Linked DNA regions of Sus scrofa: region 2 is linked to region 1. A link is a contact called in public Hi-C data. All regions are on one chromosome and are shown on one strand. Each heading gives the region's core, a stretch centred on a gene start, on an enhancer-like site or on the middle of the called end of the contact. The rest is flanking DNA. Distances are from core to core; before and after follow the strand shown. Region 1 holds the start of TICAM2 (toll like receptor adaptor molecule 2). Region 2 holds the start of TMED7 (transmembrane emp24 protein transport domain containing 7).

Region 1 (6,788 bases), core at 2,070-4,569:
GAGATCGTTATATGTTACTTAACATTTTTCCTCATCATAAAATATATATATTTAACTCCAAATCAAGTGAGACATTGTACCTTGTGTGGATGAATACAGATTGATGCCTCTTTTCAAAACACTTTCCACGTTCTTCACTGGAGTGAGAGATAATCAAGTTTAGTCAAAGGTAAAGAATAAAAACTTTTTTTAATTAAAAAAATTTTTTTTGTCTTTGACTTTTCAGGGCCATACCCGCAGCATATGGAAGTTCTCAGGCCAGGGGTCTAATCGGAGCTACAGCTGCCGGCCTACACCACAGCCACAGCAATGCCAGATCTGAGCCACATCTACGACCTACACCACAGCTCATGGCAACACGGATCCTTAACCCACTGAGCGAGGCCAGGGATTGAACCTGAAACCTCATGGTTCCTAGTTGGATTCATTTCTGCTGTGCCACAACAGGAACTCCCCTAAAAACATTTATTTTTAAAACATCACGCAGCATCAACTGCTCCAGCTTTGGCAGGCAGAAATGGTGGGTGGTAATGTTTTATTTGTATATGAAATTGTAGATATAGGAAGCACTATGACAAAAAAAATGAATGCTTATCATTAGAACTGAAAGAAAAAGTGCATAGTAAGCTACGACAGCAGAGAACTTTAAGTCAGCATGCAATGAGAAAAATTTGGTCTTTGATTGAGTATTAGCAGAGAGGAAGGTTTGACTTACTTGCAGGATTATGAAAATGTTGGCTCATGGCTGTGAAGAGGCAGATTGCAGAAAGATGGAAGCAAACCCCAGTGTGTTACTGGGGGATACGGAGAAGTGGGGATAAGGAGAAAGACAAATATGGCAGAGTGTCTTCATTCAAGAGTCCCTAAAAAAGGGCATTAAAAATACCTGAGTAAGCATGTATTGCAATATTTTTCTGTGACTAGAAAGCTCTAAATGGGGAGCATTAGAAATCATTTATCCCTGGAGTTCCCATCATGGCTCAGCAGTAACGAACATGACTAGCATCCATGAGGACGTGGGTTCGATCCCTGGCCTCAGTGGGTTAAGAATCTGGTATTACCATGAACTGTGGTGTAGGTCACAGACGCAGCTTGGATCTGGCATTGCTGTGGCTGTCAACCTCTAGCCTGTCAACCTCCATATGCAGCGGGTGTGGCCCTAAAAAAAAAAAAAGAAATCAATTATTCTGTAAATATACAGGATATCCCTTCTTTATTAGCAGATACAGGCAGCCTCTTGCATTGATTATATGTCACATTATAAAATTCTCTATGTTTCTGCTTATTCCCTTTTCCGGTTTCCAGTTGTTCAGATTGTGGGAGAGGAGTAAGGCCTTTCCAGATCCATCAATTCAATCCTTTCTTTTCACAGACAGGAGAGTAAGCAGCTTGCTCAGGGTCACACTCACCCTGAGTGACAGAGACTGGACTAGAACCAGGTCTCCTGATCCGCCATTGGATGGTTTTCTCATTACATCACAATGTGATTCACATTCTGCCCTGTCCCTGGTCTGTGCTTGATGATTCTCCTCAATCTCAGCTGGGGCAGAAGGGCTGGGAAAGAAAGGAGTGGGTGAGTCTGGTTTGGGGCTTCTGGCTTGTTAAGTGTGAGACACTAGGGAGGAGGCCATAAAACACATCTGCTTCTATCCCACGTCCAAGAATAACCTACAATCCCCCCCCATGACCTCAAACACACACACACACACACACACACACACATACACACACGTACGTATGTCAGAGTAGTTAGGCTACACTGATCATCTGAGAAATACTTCCATGATAAGAGCATTGTGAATGAGATGAATTTTTAATGGTTGCCATAGAAGAGGTTACCGGTTTTAAAGAACATCTGGCCAGGGACACATACACCTTTTCAGAAGGCCCTGGTCACAGATGAAGACTGACATGGAGAGTTTCCAGCTATAGGGGTCATCTCAACCCCAGGCATGGAGTCCTAATCACAAGATTGTTAAATGGGCCACCAATCAGTGGTGGGAACTGCCTCCAACTTTGCAAATTCCAGCTGAAAGGAAAACGCATTGGATTGGATTATTTTAAAGAGGCCCACCATTCTCACATCTATTTTTCATTTCACATTTATCAGTTCTCACCATTCCAAATGAACTAATCTGGCTATCCCTATTTCTGGACGACAATACTGGGAAGGCTTTCCTGCAACATTCGTGAGAGGTGCCGCAACAGGGAGAGCTGTCAGATTTCTCAAGGCCATTGTTTTGCCAACGTGTCTTTTGAGAACAAAATCAAAGTGTTATGGTATTTTTTTAAATGTCTATCATATAAGTTCTTGTTCAAGTTCAATACAAGAAAAGTGAATTTAAAATATCCTTTGTTGAACTAGGAAAGCTGTGAGAGGAATCAGAGGTTTTGCAACTCTGACAATTGCAAGTTTAGAGAAACATCAAAAGTACCTCAATTCTATAGAGTGTCCTGCAAAAATCTATTTTTCTTGGGCTCTACAGTTTTCCCCTAAGAGCAAGGTTCTCTTCCATTTAAACTTTTCCTAGAAATTTGCTTTCTCAAGTGAAGAGAAACCATTTGCTTTACAAAACAAGGGCACACCATGTGTTATATGTCCCATCTCAGGCAATCAATTGTCTTTGTACCAGATTTCTGGTCTCTTTCCATATAGCCTGTTGTATCTGATACACAGACTCCTGAAAAATCCTTTCCACTTGTGTAGGAAAGCCACGACTTTCTTCCTCCAGGGCGTTGATGGTTCGCAGAGCAAAGGGGGTCTTTTCTCGGGGCAGGGGGTTGTTCAGGGGCCGCATGGGGATGACAGAGTTGTATTTGTGCTGTCTGTTCACGGAGTTCATGAGAGATGTATAGAACTGGAACTTACACCAGGTGTCTCTTAGAAAGTTTTCAGTCAATAGCAAGATTGTCCAGGCAGAGCCATTGACAGCATCGTCTAAATTCTGTAAATGCTGTCTGCCACACGGCATCTCAGCAAAGATTATTCCAGGTTTGATCCCGAAGTCATTTTGCAGCAGATTCTGGACTCTGAGGGCTTCATCTGTGTCATCTTCTGCGTGTAGTATCACAAATTTGAGGAACACCTCTTCTTCTGCTTCCTCTTCAGGCATCTCTTCCACTCCGTCAGCTCCCTCCTGCTCTCCTGTTGGCATCTCTGCTGAACTGCTACATGCAACATCTTCGCCACCATGCAGGGGGATTTCCTCAGATATCGTGCAATCTGTCTCGTGAGGTTTTTGACTTGTATCCACACCGTGGCTTTTACTCCAAGAGAGAGAAAGAAGGCAGGGATCTGTCTTAGACTTCCCGATACCCATTATAAATATCCAAGTCAGAAAGGAAAGCTTTATTTATTTCTCAGCATTTCTTTTCATCCTAAAAGGAGAAATAACAAAGCAGAAGACTACTGTAAATTTCATCAAAACAATTAAAATGGAAAATCTCATTCAACCTGCAAACCTCAAAAAGATTATAATATATAGCTTTCTAAGAAGAAAATGTCAAAGAGATCATTGGAGATGAAGTCACTTGTCTTGTTTGAGTTCCACAAGGGCTACCACAGGTAGGCAGGGGTAGGTTAAACACAGGGGTCCGGTTTAATATAAAAGGAGATGTTTGGAAACTTTAAATGGTATTATATTGGCATTATAAACTCCAGTTAAATTACTTTGGTGTGTTAGCGAAAAGGGACCGTATCACTCTACTCATATGGAGTTTAAATTCAACTTCTCCATAACCAAATTACTGTGTAAACTAGAAACAGGAAAACTAAAAGAAACAAAATATTCATATTAACTTCAAAACATATTTTTGTTTCAAATGCAAATACAAAACAGAATACAAATACCCTAAAGACAGCTAATAGGCAGCTCTGCTGACTCAGAATAAAAAGATCTGAAATGTTAAATGAAATGTTGCTCAGGATTCACCGGTTCAGAGCTTTTTCTCTTTTTTTTTCTTTTCTTTTTTTTTGGTCTAGGGTCAGGGATTGTTGTACTGGGGCTGGTGCAGAAACTAATAAACTTTTGCAAAAAGTAAGGAATATCTTTTTCCAGCTAATCCTGGGAATAATTAAGAAAACATATTTCTGCACCCAGGTAAAAAAAGTAACATCTTGGTTTGGAAGTGTAATCTGGAAACAAAGCCTTGTGATTTCCAGGGAAATCAATAATGATCATAGTCTGTATCATTCTTTTATTTTAAAAGGCCTAAACTCAGAGTAGAAGAATTAGATCAGCTGTGAAAGAGAGATACTCCATGTGAATCTAATGCTGCAGTATTGTTAATACCCAAATAAGCAGTTTCAAGGGGGTACTTTCATCAAAAGACAGAAAATTCAGAATAGATAAGTATAAAATACATGTTGTCAAATATGGGCCCATAGGCTATATTCCAAAGGATTTTTATATATTGTTCATGAGCAAAGATCAGAGATCAAGAAGAAATTAGAATCTTATTCATAATGACATAAGTACCAGCTACATATGCCAAAATAATTCAAGTTTAGATGAAACCGTTCATCAAATGGTGAAAAACTGTTATGGGAAGAAAAAATAAGGAAAAACGTATACAGAATTTCTTTCTAATGTAAATAAGGAGTGAAAGGGTTTGCTACTGCCACTGAATAGTGAAGAAATCACTGGCTACTGGCTGTCATTGATTCTGCCTGTTCTTCAGGTTCTGATCCACACTATATTGTGCCAGCCACCAAGTGGTGGTCTAAGGCATGACAACCCTCCAAGGCTACATACATACATCCCAAAAAATAAACCCAAATGAATTCGGACTCTCTTCGCTAGTTAAGATTAACTGCTCACTTTAATACTGCATCAATGAAAAAAGTTTTACTATGTCAAGTTGCAGAGAGAAGCTTCCCCTGCATTAAAAAAAAAAAGACTGTTAAACCATTCAGAGAAATGTGTCTGTTAAAGTAACAACTGCTAGAGAGGGTGTGGAGAAAAAGGAACCCTCCTACACTGTTGGTAGGAATGTAAATTGATAGAACCACTATGGAACACAGTATGGAGGTTCCTCAGGAAACTAAATATAAAACTAGCATATGATCCAGCAATCCCACCCCTGGGCATATATCTGGACAGAACTACAATTCAAAAAGATACATGCACCTGTATGTTCAGAGCAGCACTACTCATAAGAGTCAAGACAAGGAAACAACTAAATGTCCATCAACAGATGAATAGATTAGAAGATATGGTACATACATGTAATAGAATACTCCTTAGCCATAAAAAAAGAACAAAATAATGCCATTTGTGGCAACATGGATGCAACTAGGGATTCTCATACTAAGTGAAGTAAATCAGGAGTTCCCATTGTGGCCTAGTGGTAATGAAGCAGACTAGTATCCATGAGTACGTGGGTTCAATCCCTGGTCTCGCTCAGCGAGTTAAGGATCTGGCATTGTCGCAAGCTGCAGCATAGGTCACAGATGTGGCTCACATCTGGCATTGCTGTGTGGCTGTGACATAGGCTGGTGGCTGCAGCTCTCATTTTACCCTTAGCCTGGGAAATTCCATGTGCCATAGGTGTGGCCCTTAAAAAAAAAGAAAGAAAGAAATTTGCTAAGCGAAGTAAGTTGGAAAGAGAAAGACAAATACCATATTATATTGCTTATATATGGAATATAAAATATGGCACAAAATAACCTGTCCACAAAACAGAGACATAAAATCATGTAAAAAGATAAAAAGAAAAAAAAAAAACAGCAACATATCACAGGCATAGTGAACAGACTTGTAGTTGCCAAGGGGGTTGAGGGAGGGAGTGGGATGACTGGGAGTTTGGGGTTGGTAGATGCAAACTACTACATTTAAAATAGATAAGCAATGAGGTCCTACTGTACAGCACAGGGAACTATATCCAATCTCTTGGAAGAACATGATGGAAGATAATATGAGAAAATAATGTGTACATATATGTGTGTGTGTGTGGTGTGTATAACTGGGTCACTTTGCTGTACAACAGAAATTGGCACAACATTGTAAATCAACTATATTTTAATTTTAAAAAGGTTAAAAAATATAAAATGATTTTCACTTATTCACTGAGATAGATTTGTTAAACCAACTTGACCTCATTATATTAACAACTAGCTGCTGCAGGTAAATGCAAGTAGCTTATTTTTCTGAAATGGTTAGCAAAAAAGAGCAAAATGCTCTAGAAATCTATGATGTGGCAATCTATGAAGTCCCAGTTTCCAAGCACTCCTACCCACTCCCACCTTAAGCTGACCAGCAAGAAGAAAGTCGGTGACAATGTCTGAGAACTTCACCATAACCTCCTAACTTGGAGGTGGAGGAGAAAAGATATCGCCAAGGGGAAAAGACGTGGGAAGTTTGGTGCTGGAGATGGCCCTTTCCTACCCTTTATGAGATTCAGAGATGGGAAAGCAGTCAGGATTCATCTGGACAGTTCTCCAGGCTGGAAGGAAGGGGGAGAACCTGCCTGTGCTCACCCTGAGCTAATTGGCACCATCAACCAAGGGGCTTCACTAGGACAGAAGGGAGCAGGCTGGCTAGCAGGATCCTGAAAAGCCCTCCAAAGTCCTCCTCCCCTGTCAGGGATAGTCAGTATCAGGTTTTACTTCCTTCCCCTTAGTCAAGTGTGGGGAGAGTGAAGGTGGCTCCTAGGGAGAGGCACATGGGATCATGGTTCACAGGAACAAAACTGTGTGCTTGTGTGTGTGTATTTTTTATTTACTTTTTCTTGGCCATGCCTCTGGCATGTGGAATTCCCCAGGCTAGGGACTGAACTTGCACCAGAGC
Region 2 (6,788 bases), core at 1,816-4,315, 44 kb after region 1:
GTGCAAGGAACACACTGGAACCGGTAAGCCCAGAGTCTTATCTGGGTTTTTTTATACATTGCTGGTCACATAAGTGTATTTACACCGTGTAATCATTTTCAGTAGCAGACTCTCTGGGAGTCTCACTGAGACAAGGTATAAACCATCCATCTCAGTGTTATCAATGAACAATGATGACAAACTGGTACAAACCACCCCTAAAGCCCTCAGACCCACAGTTACAGAGCAATACTATTACTTGGTGTATTTCAGTGCCAGCTTTGGCTAATTTTCAGGATTGCTGGAATTAAGTCTCACAAACACAATATATCTGCTGAGGAAGTCCTTTTCCCCTCTGCTACCTTGCAGAGTAACTCCTATTTATCCTTCTAGGCTTAACTCAAGCATCAGACCCTCAGCTAAATTTGCCCTGATTATCCTCCATCTTGAGCCAGCACTATACCTGGTGTGTACTTTCATTACTGTATTTACCTTTGCATGTCTACATATCTATGTAAGCACCCTGAGGTCAAGTTCAGCCTTCTATGTCTTTGGGAGGTAGTATAACGAAGTAGTTAGAACTCAACCAGACTGACTCTACTACCTTCTAGCTTTTGTGCTTTGGTTCTTAACTGACCAAAGCCTCTGTTTCTTTATCAGAAAAAAAGGAATAAAATTATACCTATTGGAGTTCCCATCGTGGCGCAGTGGTTAACGAATCTGACTAGGAACCATGAGGCTGCAGGTTCGGTCCCTGCCCTTGCTCAGTGGGTTAACGATCCGGCATTGCCGTGAGCTGTAGTGTAGGTTGCAGATGCGGCTCGGATCCCGCATTGCTGTGGCTGTGGCGTAGGCCAGTGGCTACAGCTCCGATTGGACCCCTAGCCTGGGAACCTTCATATGCCGCGGGAGCGGCCCAGGAAATAGCAAAAAGACCAAAAAAAAAAAAAATTATACCTATTTAGGATTGAGTTGTCCTAAGAATTAAGTAACAAACTTGAAATGCTTGGTATACTGCCTGCCACCTAACAAACATTCATTTTTTAGTCCCTAAGAGTAGTGGTAGTATCCTTACCACCAACACAGTATCTGCATATGTAAGAAATCAAGAAATCCTTGCTAAATGCAAACGACATTTTCACTGACACTTTATATTACCATTTTGGCTATTATCTTCTCTGTCCCCTGGTCCTAACCCATTAAGTTAAGCAAGTCTAAGTGTCATCCCTGGCCTCCCTCCCTTCCCCACTATAGCCAAATCATCACCAAGCCCTGTTGATTTTTAGCTACTAAATAGCTCCCATCCTTTCACTCCTCTTCCCCACTGCTATATCATCCTTGTCTCAGCCTGGGCCACCACAATAGCTTCCTAATCAGTATTCCATATTACTCTGCAACACACCATAACACCTTCTCTACTTGTACAAGTTAATATCTACACAACTACCAAGAAAACTTAGATTTTGTCACTGCACTGCTTATAATCCTATGACGGCTTTCACAACCTAGGAAAAAACAAATCCTTACACTGGTTTCTGGGCACTATATGGTCTGGCCCCTGCTAACCAGCCCTATTTTGGCTCCTTAATGCCAGCTCTATAGGACCTCTATGTGGTCCTCAAATTCCCCAGTCACTGTTTCCACAGTTTGCATGGGACCATGCAAAGGCTACTCCACTTTCCCCCTTACCAAAGTATTTCCAATTCATCCTTGACAGTTCAGCTTCAAATCACCTCCTAAAGGAAGCCTTCATAGAGTCCAAAGACCAGACTCTATGCTTTGAAAACACAACTCTGATGAATAAGCAGGTACTAATTAAGAAATGAAGAGTAGGAGGGTAGGGAATAAAAAAAATGACCCTATCTATTCTGATCACTTCTGTATCACCAGCACCTAATACTCAATAGCTGTTCAAATATTTTAAGGCCAACAGCAAACAACAACGAAAAAATTGTTCTAACCAATTAAAAAAATACATTCTGTTAAATCAATACTTTTATATAATCCCAAAGATGAGAAAGGGCCTGTCATTTATCACAGCGATTCCTTCTACAACACCTTTGGCAGATAGTCATCTGGTCTGAAACTGAGCTCTTCCAATGACAGAGAGCATTAACCAATAGTCCTCATATTGATGGAAAATCTGAAAAGCACTTCGAATCTGATGAAAGTGGAGGTATGGACCGCAGAATGTTAGACACTACAGAAGAGAACAGGACAGAATTTTTTTTAAAGGAGACTCTTCTAAAAAAGAAAGTTCAAAAGGTCTTGAAATGAAGAACATTAGAGAAAGGAAGCAAAAGACACGACCACACAAAGTATTTCTGGACATCCTATGCCTTACTCTCAGGTCTTAAATGTTTCTTGCACACAGTTTTGGGGACGAAAGCCAAATGCTCTGCATCAGCAACCTAGGGGTGATTCCTGAATTAGCCAAAGAACGAAGAAACTCGGACAGGAGAAAGGGGCACCTAGCAGTCACAGCCCCGACCTGGAACCGCGAACAGGGGCCCGGGGCTGTCTGTGCCCGTAATACCTGGAACTCGAGGGTGCACTTGGTGCCCTGCGTGATGTCCTCGTAGAAACACTGCTTGGCATTGTCGGGCAGCTCGAAGGTGATCTCAGACGCGCCGCCGGGCCCCGGCACCAGCAACAGCAGCAGCACGAGCAGCCTGTGGCCCCAACGGCCCGCGGCGGCCGCCCAGCGCTGCGCAGAGCCCAGTCTGGGCATCGTGAGGCGGCGGCGGCCTCAACCGAGCTGCGGGGGAGACGCGGGGTCAGGTCTGCACAGACTCACTGAGCGCGGCAGGCCTCAGCCCGGGAGGCACCGCGAAGACGCACAGCAGAGTTGCTCCGAGCCTCGGAGAGATTCGGGGTGAGAAGCGAGTCGCTGGGGCGGAGGAAGGTTGCTGAGGAACTGGGGCCTCGAGCCCAGAACGACCTGGGGAACAGAGATAAAGCCGGCAGACGAAAAGCGGAAAAGGCCCGAGATGGCTGTTAGTGCAGACTAGAACGGGGGTAAAGGGGCGGGGCCTGAGGCACCTGCTCTAGCGACCCGGATGTGCTCTCCCCCGCCGCCGGGAGACGCGGTGGAGTGCGTACGTGGAAGCTCGCGAGGCGTCAGCTCGGCCTCCCCCGCCTTCTGGGCCGAGGGGCGGGACCAGCGTGGTTAACGTGGCGGGGCGGGGCCAGGGCGGGGGGTGTGGCCGGCTGCTGCCGACGCTGGGCGGGCGGCTGGCAGTAGGAGCTACCCGCCTGCAGCTTCTTTTTCTGTGGGAGCTGAACGCTGGGGGAGCTCCGAGAGTGAAGAAGAGCTCATTCTGCCCTAAGGGGCTGATCGCCGGTGGTAGAGCGCTTTGCTTTGCGGTTCGCAGAGAGTTTTCTTACACATAATAACAAATTTGGGGGGAAGCAGTTTAGCAAGGAGCCTGAATTCTCGCTGGACTGCAGGAGTTCTAATCTCTACTCTATTTACTGTGACCTTGGACCCGTTGCTTAACCTCCCTGCTTCAGTCTTTGCATCTGTAGGATTATTACAAGGCTTCGATATTTGAAAAAAGTCCCTACAAGAGTGGTTGTCATGTGGTAAGCACTAGATAAGCTTTTGCGAGATGAAAAACATCTCTTGAGCGCTTATCATCACGCACTGTAGTAAACACAGATCCTTCAAACAACTCTATACGGTAGGTATTATTATGCCTATCTTAGTCGTGAGGAAATTCAGGATTAGAAAATTTTAATATAGTTGTCTGAGATTACACCACTGGTTTGTGCTTTAAAAATTATAGTGATATTAATAGTAGCTAACAGATGTTGATTTCTTAAATTATCCATTTTCTTCTGTATAGAACCACGAATTAGTTATTATATTTTTAAAAAATAAGTCATCATGGTGAGGCTCATGCCCTTTAAGAATGGCCAGCTGAGGGTAGGTAGATGGTTTTATGAGAAGGAAATGGAGGCACTGTAGGTAGGAGACCCGCAAGGAAGTGAGGGGGTGGTGGGAAGGCTAGCGCAGAGATGGACGTGTGTTGATGGGGGGGGCATGGAGGACTTCACTGGCCTGCTGTGTCCAGAGCTTCTACAGGGGAGGGGAGCCCCAAGGAGAAGGGATTTGGGGGAGACTGCATCTTCCTGAGAACTAGGCCAGAAAAAGAACTAGTGTGTGTCTTCGATTGGAAAGAAGACTGAATTTCAAAGTAGAATACCAGTTCTATTTTCTAACTCTTGACTTTTGCCAACTAACATTGCTCTTCAAAACCTCCTCTTCAGACATCAAATGGCAAACAAAGAATGAATGAATGAATAAGATTAAAACCCCGATGCAAAACAGTATACACTACCAGAGAGGCAAATTTTAAAAAATACAGTAATACCACATGTTGGTGAGTAAGCAGAGCAACGAGATCCCTCATACACTTCTGGTGAAAATGTAAATTGGCACAAAGACTTTGGAAAACAGTGTAGCTTTAATAAAGTAGGGGAGATATATATATATATATATATATATATATATATATGGCCTAGGAATTCCACTTTGCATATGCTTTAAAGTATATACTTTAGAGCAGTGGTTCTCAACGTGTGCCCCAAAGACCTCTGGGAGCCTGTGAACCCGCTTCAGAGAGTCTGAGATTATCTGTGTGCAGCTTGATTTTCATCATCCATCTCAACCAAAAGAATGTATGACATTGAATATAAAAACAGATGAACACCCAACTTCTTGTACAAATCTAGATATTACAGAGATGCACACAAATATAAAGCAATGTCACTCTTATCATTAAGTTTTTATTTGGACAGTACTGCTCTTTGTCATTTTAAGACATGTTATCTATGCTGACATATGTAGTAGGTAAAATTGTGTACCCCTCCAAAAAAAAAATATGTCCCAGTCCTAACTCCTGGGCCCTGTAAATTTGATCTTACTGGGAAATAGGCTTTTTGCAGATGTAATTAAGGATCTCAAGATGAGATCATCCTGGATTTAGGGTGCACCCTAAATCTAATGACTGGTGTCCTCATAAGAGAAAGGACAGGGAGATCTGAACACACAAACCCAGACACACAGGGAGAAGGCCATGTGAATACAAAGAAAAAGATTGGACTGATGCATCTACAAGCCAAGGAAAGCTAAGTAAGGATTGCCCAGAGCCACCAACAGCTAGGACAAAAGCACAGAACAGATTCTCTCTGAGACCCCAGAAGGAACCACCCCGGCAACACTTTAATTTCAGGTTTCTGGTCTCCACAATTGTGAGAGAATACTATTCTGTTATTTCAATATAATATTGAGTATTAATATATTTTATATTTCTATAAGGTAAATATATGTGGATATACACATATAAGGAGTTGACTGTATGAATTTGACTGTTAATTGTGGGAGCCAGTTAAACAGTCTATGGGAGGCTGCTGCTTCTTCGGCTGGTTCTGGAGCCTGAAGCCTGCAGGAAAAAACAGTCAAAAAGGAACGATGGATATGAAGTAGAAGAAGAAATAGGGCATGTGAGGATGGGCCACAACCCACTTCACTTTCTCCCTGCCTCTAAACCTCCAACTTCAGTGATGAGGGATCTGCAGGAAAAGCTGCTGTTATTCTTCATAAAGTTAATTAAACATGCTCCTGGCTCAGAGCCAGAGAAGCTTCAGGTGTATAAAGAAGTATCGCTGCTGCTTCCTCACTTCCATCTTTCAAATGTCCCTTGTGGCTCACTAACTTCCAGCTATGTAGGGAATGGAATTCTGGGAAAGACTAGTTCCAGCTTAGCTAATTAGTACAGCTATTTATTTATGTATTTATTTATTTTTAATGGTTTTTATTTTTTCCATTATAGTTGGTTTACCATGTTCTGTCAACTTCTACAGCACAGCAAAGTGACCCACTCACATACACACATATATATATACATATTCTTTTTCTTACATTATCGTCCATGATGTTCCATCATAAGTGACTAGATATAGTTCCCTGTGCTATACAGCAGGATCTCATTGCTCATCCACTCCAGATGCCATAGTTTATATTTATTATCCCGAGATTCCCAGTCCATCCCACTCCCTCCCCCTTCCCCCTGGCAACCACAAGTCTCTTCTCCAAGTCTATGAGTTTCTTTTCTGTGAAAAGGTTCATTTGTGCCATATATTAGATTCTACATGGAAATGACATCGTATGGTATTTGTCTTTCTCTTTCTGACATACTTCACCTAGTATGAGAGTCTCTAGTTCCATCCATGTTGCTGCAAATGGCATTATGTCATTCTTTTTTATGGCCAAGTAATATTCCATTGTGTATATATACCACATCTTCTTAACCCATTCATCTAGCACAGCTAATAATGTAAATCCAGCATAGACACTTTGCAAAAGTAGGCAGGTGGGTGTGTGGGAAGAATCGTGTTCCTTTTTGCAAGCAATCTACTCTTCTGGATAAAGACAGAAAATGAATTAACCTTTATTTGTAAGGGTCAAATCAGAGCTACAGCTGCCAACCTACACCACAGCCACAGCAACGCCATATCCGAGCTGAGTCTGCAAACTATGCTATGTCCTTACCCCCTGAGCAATGAAGCTTGGGTAATGACCTAATCTTTCTGATACCTGAGCAATGAAGCATGGGTGAATGACCTAATCTTTCTGATACCTAATTTTTCCATCCATAAAAAGCAGATAATAATACCTATTTTGGAGGTACTGAGAGGATTAAATGAGATAATATCCATACAGCACATTATGTGCATGTTCATTGCAGTGTAGAAAGAAACAACTCATATCTGATCCTGTATAGTATCTTTGAGAGCTATATACA

The links. Hi-C and Micro-C count contacts between places; a contact is called where the count stands out from the background.
Region 2: a contact with region 1 is called in a Hi-C map of liver, with 3 times the contacts expected there. The contact joins the promoter of TMED7 here to the promoter of TICAM2 in region 1. A contact is called at or near these places in 5 of 47 Hi-C or Micro-C datasets (alveolar macrophages, heart right ventricle, liver and 1 more) and 2 of 2 datasets of contacts at active chromatin or transcription factors (alveolar macrophages and skeletal muscle).

What each region holds. Positions count from the first base shown.
Region 1 is chr2:119,757,440-119,764,227 of Sscrofa11.1, forward strand. TICAM2 (toll like receptor adaptor molecule 2) reads right to left here and starts at 3,320. Exons shown (of 1, transcript NM_001204351.1): 1 at 1,197-3,320. The coding sequence starts at 3,320. The coding sequence ends at 2,607.
Region 2 is chr2:119,801,341-119,808,128 of Sscrofa11.1, forward strand. It overlaps TMED7 (transmembrane emp24 protein transport domain containing 7), which reads right to left and starts at 3,066. Exons shown (of 3, transcript NM_001202540.1): 1 at 2,516-3,066. The coding sequence starts at 2,710.